Linked DNA regions of Mus musculus: regions 2 and 3 are each linked to region 1. A link is a contact called in public Hi-C data. All regions are on one chromosome and are shown on one strand. Each heading gives the region's core, a stretch centred on a gene start, on an enhancer-like site or on the middle of the called end of the contact. The rest is flanking DNA. Distances are from core to core; before and after follow the strand shown. Region 1 has its middle 95 kb from the start of 1600027J07Rik. Region 2 has its middle 92 kb from the start of Gm39235. Region 3 has its middle 120 kb from the start of Gm32728.

What was found. A called contact is a pair of places that touch in the nucleus more often than the background predicts.
Region 2: a contact with region 1 is called in a Hi-C map of uterus, with 2.1 times the contacts expected there. The contact joins two enhancer-like sites. A contact is called at or near these places in 5 of 484 Hi-C or Micro-C datasets (nephron progenitors and uterus).
Region 3: a contact with region 1 is called in a Hi-C map of uterus. The contact joins two enhancer-like sites. A contact is called at or near these places in 4 of 484 Hi-C or Micro-C datasets (cerebral cortex and uterus).

Annotation. Positions count from the first base shown.
Region 1 is chr8:103,441,613-103,444,404 of GRCm38.p6, forward strand. No RefSeq gene overlaps it. Among named protein-coding and RNA genes, the nearest start is that of 1600027J07Rik, 95 kb to the left of the region's middle. Within about 2 kb of position 1,304, at least 28 of the 459 cell types and tissues checked have an H3K27ac peak or open chromatin away from gene starts, as enhancers often do. A contact at or near this core is called in uterus, where this site is marked.
Region 2 is chr8:103,813,251-103,816,318 of GRCm38.p6, forward strand. No RefSeq gene overlaps it. Among named protein-coding and RNA genes, the nearest start is that of Gm39235, 92 kb to the left of the region's middle. Within about 2 kb of position 1,516, at least 39 of the 459 cell types and tissues checked have an H3K27ac peak or open chromatin away from gene starts, as enhancers often do. A contact at or near this core is called in uterus, where this site is marked.
Region 3 is chr8:103,912,429-103,915,453 of GRCm38.p6, forward strand. No RefSeq gene overlaps it. Among named protein-coding and RNA genes, the nearest start is that of Gm32728, 120 kb to the right of the region's middle. Within about 2 kb of position 1,348, at least 39 of the 459 cell types and tissues checked have an H3K27ac peak or open chromatin away from gene starts, as enhancers often do. A contact at or near this core is called in uterus, where this site is marked.

The DNA of each region.
Region 1 (2,792 bases), core at 54-2,553:
ATGTCTGCATACAGCGAGCACACTTCTCAACCTGATCCCCTTTTCTCTCTTCTCCACCCTTGGTACTTCTGAGCACAGAACTCAAGTATCACATTATCTGTGAAGAAAGGCTGCCTCTGCCTGGCCATCTGGCAGCTCAGACCTGCAGGTTCTCTCCTTGGAATACCTATACGCTGCCATCCCAGCCAATTAGCCCTTGTCACACTGTGTTCAATTTATCTTAAGTAAAAGTAGTTATGGTGGAGACAGTGTCCTGCACACTCAGAAAACCGCTGCCTTATTACCTCAAAGAGTCTAGGACAGTTATTGACTGGGACTCTTTTCTGTAATGAAGAGCATGTGCCAGGAGCGAGGATACCTGGGTTTACCTTCTATGTCTGACACTTAATTCTGTGACTTAGATAATTTACTAGCCTATCTGGGCCTTGATATTTCTCATCTGAAATATGGGATATCAACAAAGACCACACCATGTGTATGATTATCATTGCCATGAATCCTGTGGGGAAATAGAGATCTCAGAATAACAAAGATTCTTTGTTATACAACATGCCTATGCTGTAAGTGTTCTGTGCAGAGATGTTTAACTTTTTCATTACATTTATTCTCTCTCTCTCTCTCTCTCAATCTCTCTCTCTCTGTGTGTGTGTGTGTGTGTGTGTGTGTGTGTGTGTGTGCTTGTGTGTGTTGTAAGTGGGTGTGAACATGCCACAGCACATACATGGAGGTAAGAGAATAGCTCTCAGGAGTCAATGCTCTTCCTCCTGTCATCCGGGTGATGGGGAGCTAACTTGTCATCAGCCTCGGAGTAAGCACCTCTACCTACTGAGCCATCTTCCAGGCCCTGGGAATGTTTATTTTATTATGCTTATTTTTAAACGCATTGTTTTCTGTGCCTAGCAGCTATCTTGAACACACATGGGCAAGTTCCCCAAGGTCCCTTCTAGCCTCCAGCATTTTTCAGCCCCAGCTGCCATTCTGTGTCCTCAGAATCCCTGGGGAACTTTGAATGTCATGTGCTGTCCCAGTATACAGGCTGCCTGCTATCAAGGCACCTCCCATCCAGGAACTGAGCTTGCTAGGGAACACACAATCTTCACTTGCCTGGGATAACTCAAGGGTAGAAGAACTCTCTTTCAAAACATTCAGCTCTTTTTGTTACTGTTATTTCCAGAACATGAATTGGATCTTTAAGAAAAAAAGAGAGAAAGAAGTAACTGATCTGTTTTGTGCCAGAGCTGTCTGGTCTCTCCAAACACTTAATCCAGCCGCTCTCATTGTCTGGGATCAAAGCGCCTTCCCCACACTCGAGCTTTGTTCTTCTAGGAACCAACGAATAGGCTGAAAGCAGAGCTCCTTCAGTCTTCCTGCCCCCCTCCGGTTTCCTGAACTTTGAGAGAACAAAGATATTTCCCAAGCAAGGATCCCAACTACAAGGTGCTAATAATTGGAATCACATGTTTGGGGTGGGGGTGGGGGGGCTTGGACAAGTGTTCCCTAAGTCAGAAGGCTTCTAGGAGTGGGAGGGGAACAGCCATAAAGAGAAAAACAGTGGAGATTTAGGAGCTAGGATCTGCCAGCCAGGAACTCTGTCCCAGGAGGAGCCAGGAACAGAACCTAGAGCTGGAAGTGCTCTCACTCATCTCAAGGCAGGCAGAACACTCTCTGACAAGTGTATCTTTCAGGAAGGATGCCCTCCATCCATCTGCCATTGCTGATAGGTTTGCAGTTCTAGACATAGAAGGAGGAGGCTATGTCTAGGGTCCTGCATCTTTCTGTGCGGTCTCTTGGGTGTGCTGAGGATAATTTAGGGGTTGCTGAGAGTGACAGAGCACAAACTAGGAGGACACTGGTTCGAGTTAGCACCACCCACCCTTACAGCTTGTTAATATGTAGGTGATTCAACCAGGTATACCCAGTGCCAGTGTAGCAGATTTACAAAGAGCTGGGGGATCTGCAGTTCTGGATGCAGCGGGATCAGGGACTGTCCTTTAAGAACCTCTGTTCTGTACAACGAAGTCTCCAGATGATTGTACAGTTACCAACCAGATGCTGTGATGGTCTCTAATCTCAGACCCCCAAGAATGAGGAAACCCCATAAGCAATGAACGGACTCATGGCCCCAAGAAGGACTCCATCCTCAAGTGTGCAACCCAGCATGTTTGGGTCAGAACAGAAAAATGCAGGTCTTATTTTTAAATCTCTCTATAAAGCCAAGGTTGGAAGAGGAGGTGAGAGGTACAGAGGGATAAACCAGTTGATGAAGTGCTTGCCCCACAAGCCTGAGGGCCTGGGTGCAGATCTCAGCCAGGTAAAATACATAGCTGGAATCCCAGTACCGGGGAGGCAGAGACTGGAAGAGATTAAAAAAGATTCCTGGGGCTTGCTAGCCATTATAGCCAAAACCATAAGTCACAGATTCAGTGAGAGACCTTGTTTCCAAAATAAGGTAGGGAGGAATTCACAGGAAGTCTACCTCTTGCCTTAGCTTCTACACACACATACATAAGCTCACACATGCCTGCACAAGCACATGTGCATGCATGCGCACGCACACACACACACACACACACACACACACACACACACACACACAGAAAGACAGATAGATAGAGAGAGAGAGAGAGAGAGATAGAGAGAAAGAGAGAGAGAGAGAAGGCATGGTGGCAAGCAAGTGAAGAGATTTTTAAGGCACAGTGCATGCATGTTGCAAACTCATCTCCTAGTAAAAGTTCCCTTAACCCTGTTATCCTCTGTCTCTTCACTTAAAAAAATGGGGAGCAAGCCTACTT
Region 2 (3,068 bases), core at 266-2,765, 370 kb after region 1:
GGACCACTGACCATCAACTGTTAATCTTGACTGCCAGCTAGAACTAAATATCTAAGTGTGTCTGTGGAGAAGTTTCTAGGCTGGTTAAATGAGAAGCCCCATTCCATGAGCTGGGATCTCCTAAAAAGCAGGGGTGGGAGGGGGCTGGGGCAAAGGCGACTAAGCAACAGCATTCAGTACTCTCTGCTCCCTGACTGGGGATACAATGCAGGGAGCTGCCACAAGCTCCTGCCATCTTGACTTTCTCACCTAGGACTGCAGACCCAACTAAGTTGCTCCTCCTTTAAGTTGGTTTCGTCAAGTATTCTGTCACAGAAGGAGATAAAGCCACTAATACACCCAAGCACAAATGTATCGAATAACAGGAAGGCACCCGAAGCAGCCAGGCATGGACTTCCCAAATGACTCTGAGGGAGTCTTAGTACTCCCTCGGAGTACTATGTACTCATAGTCTATAGTACTCATCTATAGAACAGGTGAGCTCCTTCCTAATCAGAAACTAAACTTGATGGGAAGAGCCCAGGCTGGGTGTTGTCGTGTTTTATCTTAAAGCATGCAGGAACTGCCTTAGCTCCTCCAGTCAGGGTAAGAATAGCCGCTCAAGACGAGTCTGAGCTACCCACCCTGCTCCACGTCCTTCAAGGAGAACCAACCCAATCTGTGTCTCAACTCTTTGGTCCCAACTTCAAATAAGTAGGGATGTTTCTGTGGCTTCCTCGCAAATAGCTTGTAGTCTCAGATCAGAACGGAACGGAATGGATGCTCTGAGGCATGCTGGGAGTTCTGCCAGTTTGGAGGAGGGGTAGATAATTAAGGAAATCATGGTGAATTAAGCTTTCTGCAATGAAGCGCAAACATCTTTTCACAAACAGCGGCACCCTGTTAGCTTATGTTTTGCCAGAGAGAGAGGCAGGGTCTATCCACCGGGGTTTTCAGCCTGGTAAAACACATCTGGCTAGGAAGCCAAATATTTAAGGGTCATTAAAATCCCAGACTCCCTTTGCCAAGAACTTTTCTCCTTTGTTATTCAAGTGCAGAGCAGTTATGGAAAATGCATCCCATATGGTTTGTGAGGCATTCCTATTTACTCCACCAAACCGCGGCTTTGAAAGAGCTTTTTGATGTCAAAGATGCGTTCAGATTTTATAGACTTTTCCAGTACAGCTTTTAAGGCATCTCCCTTTGAACCCGAAATATTTGCCAAGAGTAAACAGAACCAAAAACCACAAGGGGTCAAGAGCTTTGTTGCAAACTAAGACCTCAGCTTTATCTAGAGCTTCCAGAGGTTTGAGGCCCCACCCCCAAAAAAAGCTTCACAAAAGATCATGTTTCCTGCATAAGTTACATGAAAATAAATACTCTAATGTATTCCTATTTTATTAATAACGTAACACCCTCACCCACCACCTCCCACCAAGAAGCAAGGATGGAAGATAGTCACACACTTAAACTATTAACAGAACTTTGGAAAGTTGGAAAAAAAATAAAAATGTCTCCAAGTCAAAAAGCAGAGTGTATTTATAAATTCTTTTTCAGTGAGGGTTTCTCCACTGTAATGGGCAAAGCAAACAGGCACAGACCTCGGAAGAGCTTGAAGATCCTGGAGCACACAGACCTTCCAGGGCTCTCAGAACAGAGAGAGTGTTTGAGAATAGTTCCTTTTGATAGATGGGGAAACTGAGGACCAGATCCCTGCATTGGCCAACAGCGGAATCCAGGACTTGGAGCTCCCAACCAGTCTTCTTTCCTCTCTTCCTCTTCCCATTCTCGCCCTTCTCCCACTCAGCTTCTGTGACCTTAGGGGCATCCTCCAACACATGTCTCCTCTGTCCCTTAAGTTCTTTCTCCACTCAGGGAGACAGTGCCTTCTTAGGTCATTCACGAGCATCTACTTAGGATTCCATAGGTGTACATGAGTGTCTGAGCAAATCTTTCACCACTTGCTCTACCACAGCACCACTCGCTGCCTTCCTAACCTAGACCCCATTCTCAGCACCGGTGTCTTCCAACTTACTCGGTCCCACCCACTCTGCTGTCTCCTGGCCCTGAGTTCACATACCTTATTGCTGACCCAGGACCTTTGCTCTGTACCCCTCTGTGACCCCTTTGCTTCTCTGCACAGTGGATCTTACAGTTCTTAGCCCAGGGGCTTCTTTTGTAGCTATTGGATGTAAAGCAGGGTGTCTGCACAGTGACTCCTATGTGCACAGTGACTCCTATGTGCACAGTTATTGGCTGCTGAACACACCCTTCCCACTCAAACTGGACAGAGAGCTTCAGAATATCATGTCATGCAAAGGGACCATGTGTCATTTCCTGCTGCAACCTGAGGGTGCAACATAATGCTAAGCTGGAAGCATAGCTTATTAGGACGCCTATCTCCTGGCCTGGGCTCCTCCTATTGGCCAGAAATAAAAGAAGGAAAAAAGGATGGAAGGAAAACAGGAAAAGGGAGGGTGAGAGAAGGAGGATAGAGGAATGAGGTGGAGAGGGAAGTGGCTCACTGTGTTTAGAACTTAAATAGTCTCTGCTTTTTCTACCTCTTTCAGGAGCATCCTTCCGTTTCCCACTGAGGCTCTGCATTCCTCTGACTTTTTCAGTCATTTGTCAACCAGTTCTCAGGTCCCCCAGGTACTCTGAGATGCCAGGGTCTCCAGAGGAAGTCTGAAATTTTAGTTAGAATCATAAAACCTGAACTTACAAGTAACAAAATGCTTTAGTGGTGGCAACTGAAGCAGCTATTTGCCATGAGAGGGGACCCAGGAAAAGGTGGAGACTGCAAATCTTGGTAGAGATAACCATACTGCTTTGTGCACCTCACGGAACTACGGGGATAAGCATGGCTTCTGAACATGCCTGCACCGTAGCCTCAGTTTTCAAAAGCTCCAGTGGGCGTCTTCCTGTTGCTTGACTTGGCTCCTTCAGATCTCAAGTGTCATCCTTGAAAGGTCACATCTGTACTTTTCATTTGTGTTTTTATGAGCGAAAGGAAGCTCTTGGGATCAGCATAGGGCCCACGGTGGTGACGAGATCAGTCATGCCCTTTCTTCTCCGAAGGCCCTGTTGGA
Region 3 (3,025 bases), core at 98-2,597, 470 kb after region 1:
GCCGTTTGAAAGATGGGAATTGTAAGTCAATCCCTTGCCTACCTTGAAGAGAGGCTGAGGATTGGAGCAGACAAACCAATAGTTCGGAGAATAAGTAGTCATTTGCCCCAGGATGGAGAGAAGCAAAAGAGAGCAAGTTCAAGACTGCAGACAGCTTTGCAGAAGGCAGTAAAGGGTTTGGATGCTATTCTCGAGTAGTTGGGAGCCCTGGGGAAAACCCAAGGGCAGGACAGAAGCACAGTAAGGTTTGTGGCTTATACAGACCAAGCAAAAGAGGATACAACCAGGAAGACTGGAGTCAGAGAGGGAGGATTGGGAGGCTATATCCAAAGACAAGGAAACGCTGCCAACACACTCCACTACACACCTGAATAAATGCCCCTTGTCTTCATGTTCCTCCAGCCTGGCTGAAGGCCTCTAACTTGGCCCCTACTCTTACGTCATGAAGCCCATCTCAGCAGCCTGGGATAATCTGTGTCCATCAAAGAAGAGTCTTCCTCCTGTGCCCTGCCTCACTTTCCCAGCCCAGAATCCAGCAGCACAGCTCTTCACTGGCCCCCATCCCTCCCCGGCCTCAAGCCTGGTCCTGTACACCCACTCCCAAGGAGCTGGGGGCTCCATGAGTCTTTCTAGTCATGATAGTCATGTGGTTCTTCCTCACTCTTGTTCTGCCCCTGGGCTCACACTAACCCCTGGCCCACAGCTCCAGGCCATCTGTACTGCAGGCCAGTGTCCAAACACTTCAGCTCTGTTCTTTCTCAGGACCAAGATCCAAAGCAGTGGGGGCAGCCCCATTACAAAAGGACAGGACGCACAGAGTGGAGTGGTGTGCACTGTTCCAAGAGCCGAGAGTGTCAACATGGTTTTCACTCAATCTGGGGTTTCTCACAAAACTCTAATGCTAAAGAGCCCACACTACAAACAGCAGCTAGCTTTCCTTTAGGGGACCAGCAAATTGGTGTAGGCCTCTCCCAGGAGCCAGGTGCTGTTTTCCCTTAGGAAACAAAGAAAGCAATTGGCCTGGCCAAGAGACCAGCCCTCAGAAGGACAACCCTGCCTCCTGCCCCCCAAACCCAGCCTGGACAGTCAGCCCATGGCCTCTGGATCTGTCCATAGCCCCTCCCCTCATCTCTGCACCTTAGACAGAGAGACCCAACCCATATCCTTCCCGCACATCCCAGAGCCCACTCCCACCCCTTGCTGGAGAAGCTGCCTGGCCCTGCCTTTTCTTCTTCGTCATCATAAAACTCCTGCCTTTATTTTTATTCTTTAATAAGGTTACTGCAGGACCGAGGGAGGTAGAATCTAGCCCAAGGCTGCATCTGCCCTTCATTTAAAACTACCCGGACTCCCACAAGGCTGGAAAGCAAGTCTCTGCGCTCCTCGTTTATAGTCTTCCTTAGATCCAAATCCAGAGCTATTTTTTCCAACAGATAATGGCAGCCTGGAGCCCATTTGCCTCCAGAAAGGGTCCCTCTTGCATAAAAAGCAAAACTCACCTGCAGCCTGCTAGACACCCCCACTCCTCCCACCCTACCCCAGGATCTCCTGACTGCACACCCGAAACTGACCCAGACCTTTGAAGAAACCTTTTTTCTCTTCCTGGAAGCATCTGGAATCCTGCCCCTGCTCCAAATTCCTTCTTCATCCACAGTTCCAAATCATCAGATTGACATGCAGTTTTGGATTCCAGAACGTGTCTTTTTTTTTGTTTCCCACTAAAAGCATGTGGTGGGGAGAGTTTATTGGTATTGTTGGTTACACTGGGTTGTTTGACTAAGAACATTTGAACAGAGGCAGGCAGTGTAGGTGTGTTGGGGAGCCCTGTCATTACAGAGAAACGGAAAAACAAAGGGAGAACCTCCCTGCTCAGCCCCTTATAAGGAGAACCTCTCCTAAGCCAACAGACTTCTGTTGTCCTTAATTCATCAGGCTGGGCCCAGACCCCCAAGGCCAGGCCTGTCTGCCTGAGAGGCAGAGCTAAAAACAGCTTCAGCCTCAGAGAGGGGCCAGCTCCCGTGTCTAATTGTTCTGCTCTCTTCAAGTCCTCCCTGTGTGTGCTCCCTCTGCAGGCAGCTTGGAGAGTGAAGACTCACTTTGATTTGGAGCTGGGGAGGAAAAGAAGGCTCTTTTGCAGGTGTGTAGTCAGAATCGCCCAGGCAACAGAGGGGAAGAAAATGCCTCTCGGCAGGCTGCTAGCACAGGTGTGCCTCCATTTTCCTGGGCACACACAGAGCTCGAGAGGAGTTGGGGTGTGCGGGGGAGGGACACAGACTTGTGAAGAAGTTTTGTGGCAAAGCAGAATGGGGTGCTTTTAATCCATCCCAGGACCAGGGAGCCTCGTAGCTGTGATCTCTTATCGGAAAAAAAAAAAAAAAAACTACAAATGGTGGATGGCTTAGCTTGACCCTTGTGTATATATTATTACCTGAGCCAGGATGGGAGCGAGGGAGGGAGAAAGGAAGTCGTGCCCATTTGGCTGAATGTTGCAAAGACATTCATTCATTTCTGCATTCCTTCAGCCTGCATTTATTATTGATAATAATAGCTACCATTTAGTGGCTGTTGCAGTAGAGCAGGTGCTTGCTAAGCACTTTAACTTACGGTACACAGCTCAGGTCTCACGGCTTCCCTGTGAGACAGACCTTATCATCTGCATTTTATTGATTTAAAAAAAAAAGAAATACAAAACTTTCTCATCAAGAGACAGACAGTTGCCCACAAAGCCCATCGCTTGTTAAGTGCAAGGATTCAGAGCCAGACCTAACCTCTTCCAAAGTTCTTACCTGCCAGGGCTTCCTCATCCCCTGTACAGGTCTCCATGCCTGGCCTTGGGCTGAGTGTTAGAATAAACCTTTGGTGCACAAGGTGTTTTTGAAACGACATCTTAAAGGTCCACCTAGAGGTTTTGCCATGAGAGGCAACAAAAAATGCTGGGTTCCACTCTGACTCTGTGTAGCAAGATGCCTGCTAGGCAGGATAAGCTTTCCCACCGAGACATGGAATACACTATTAGCAAAGATGA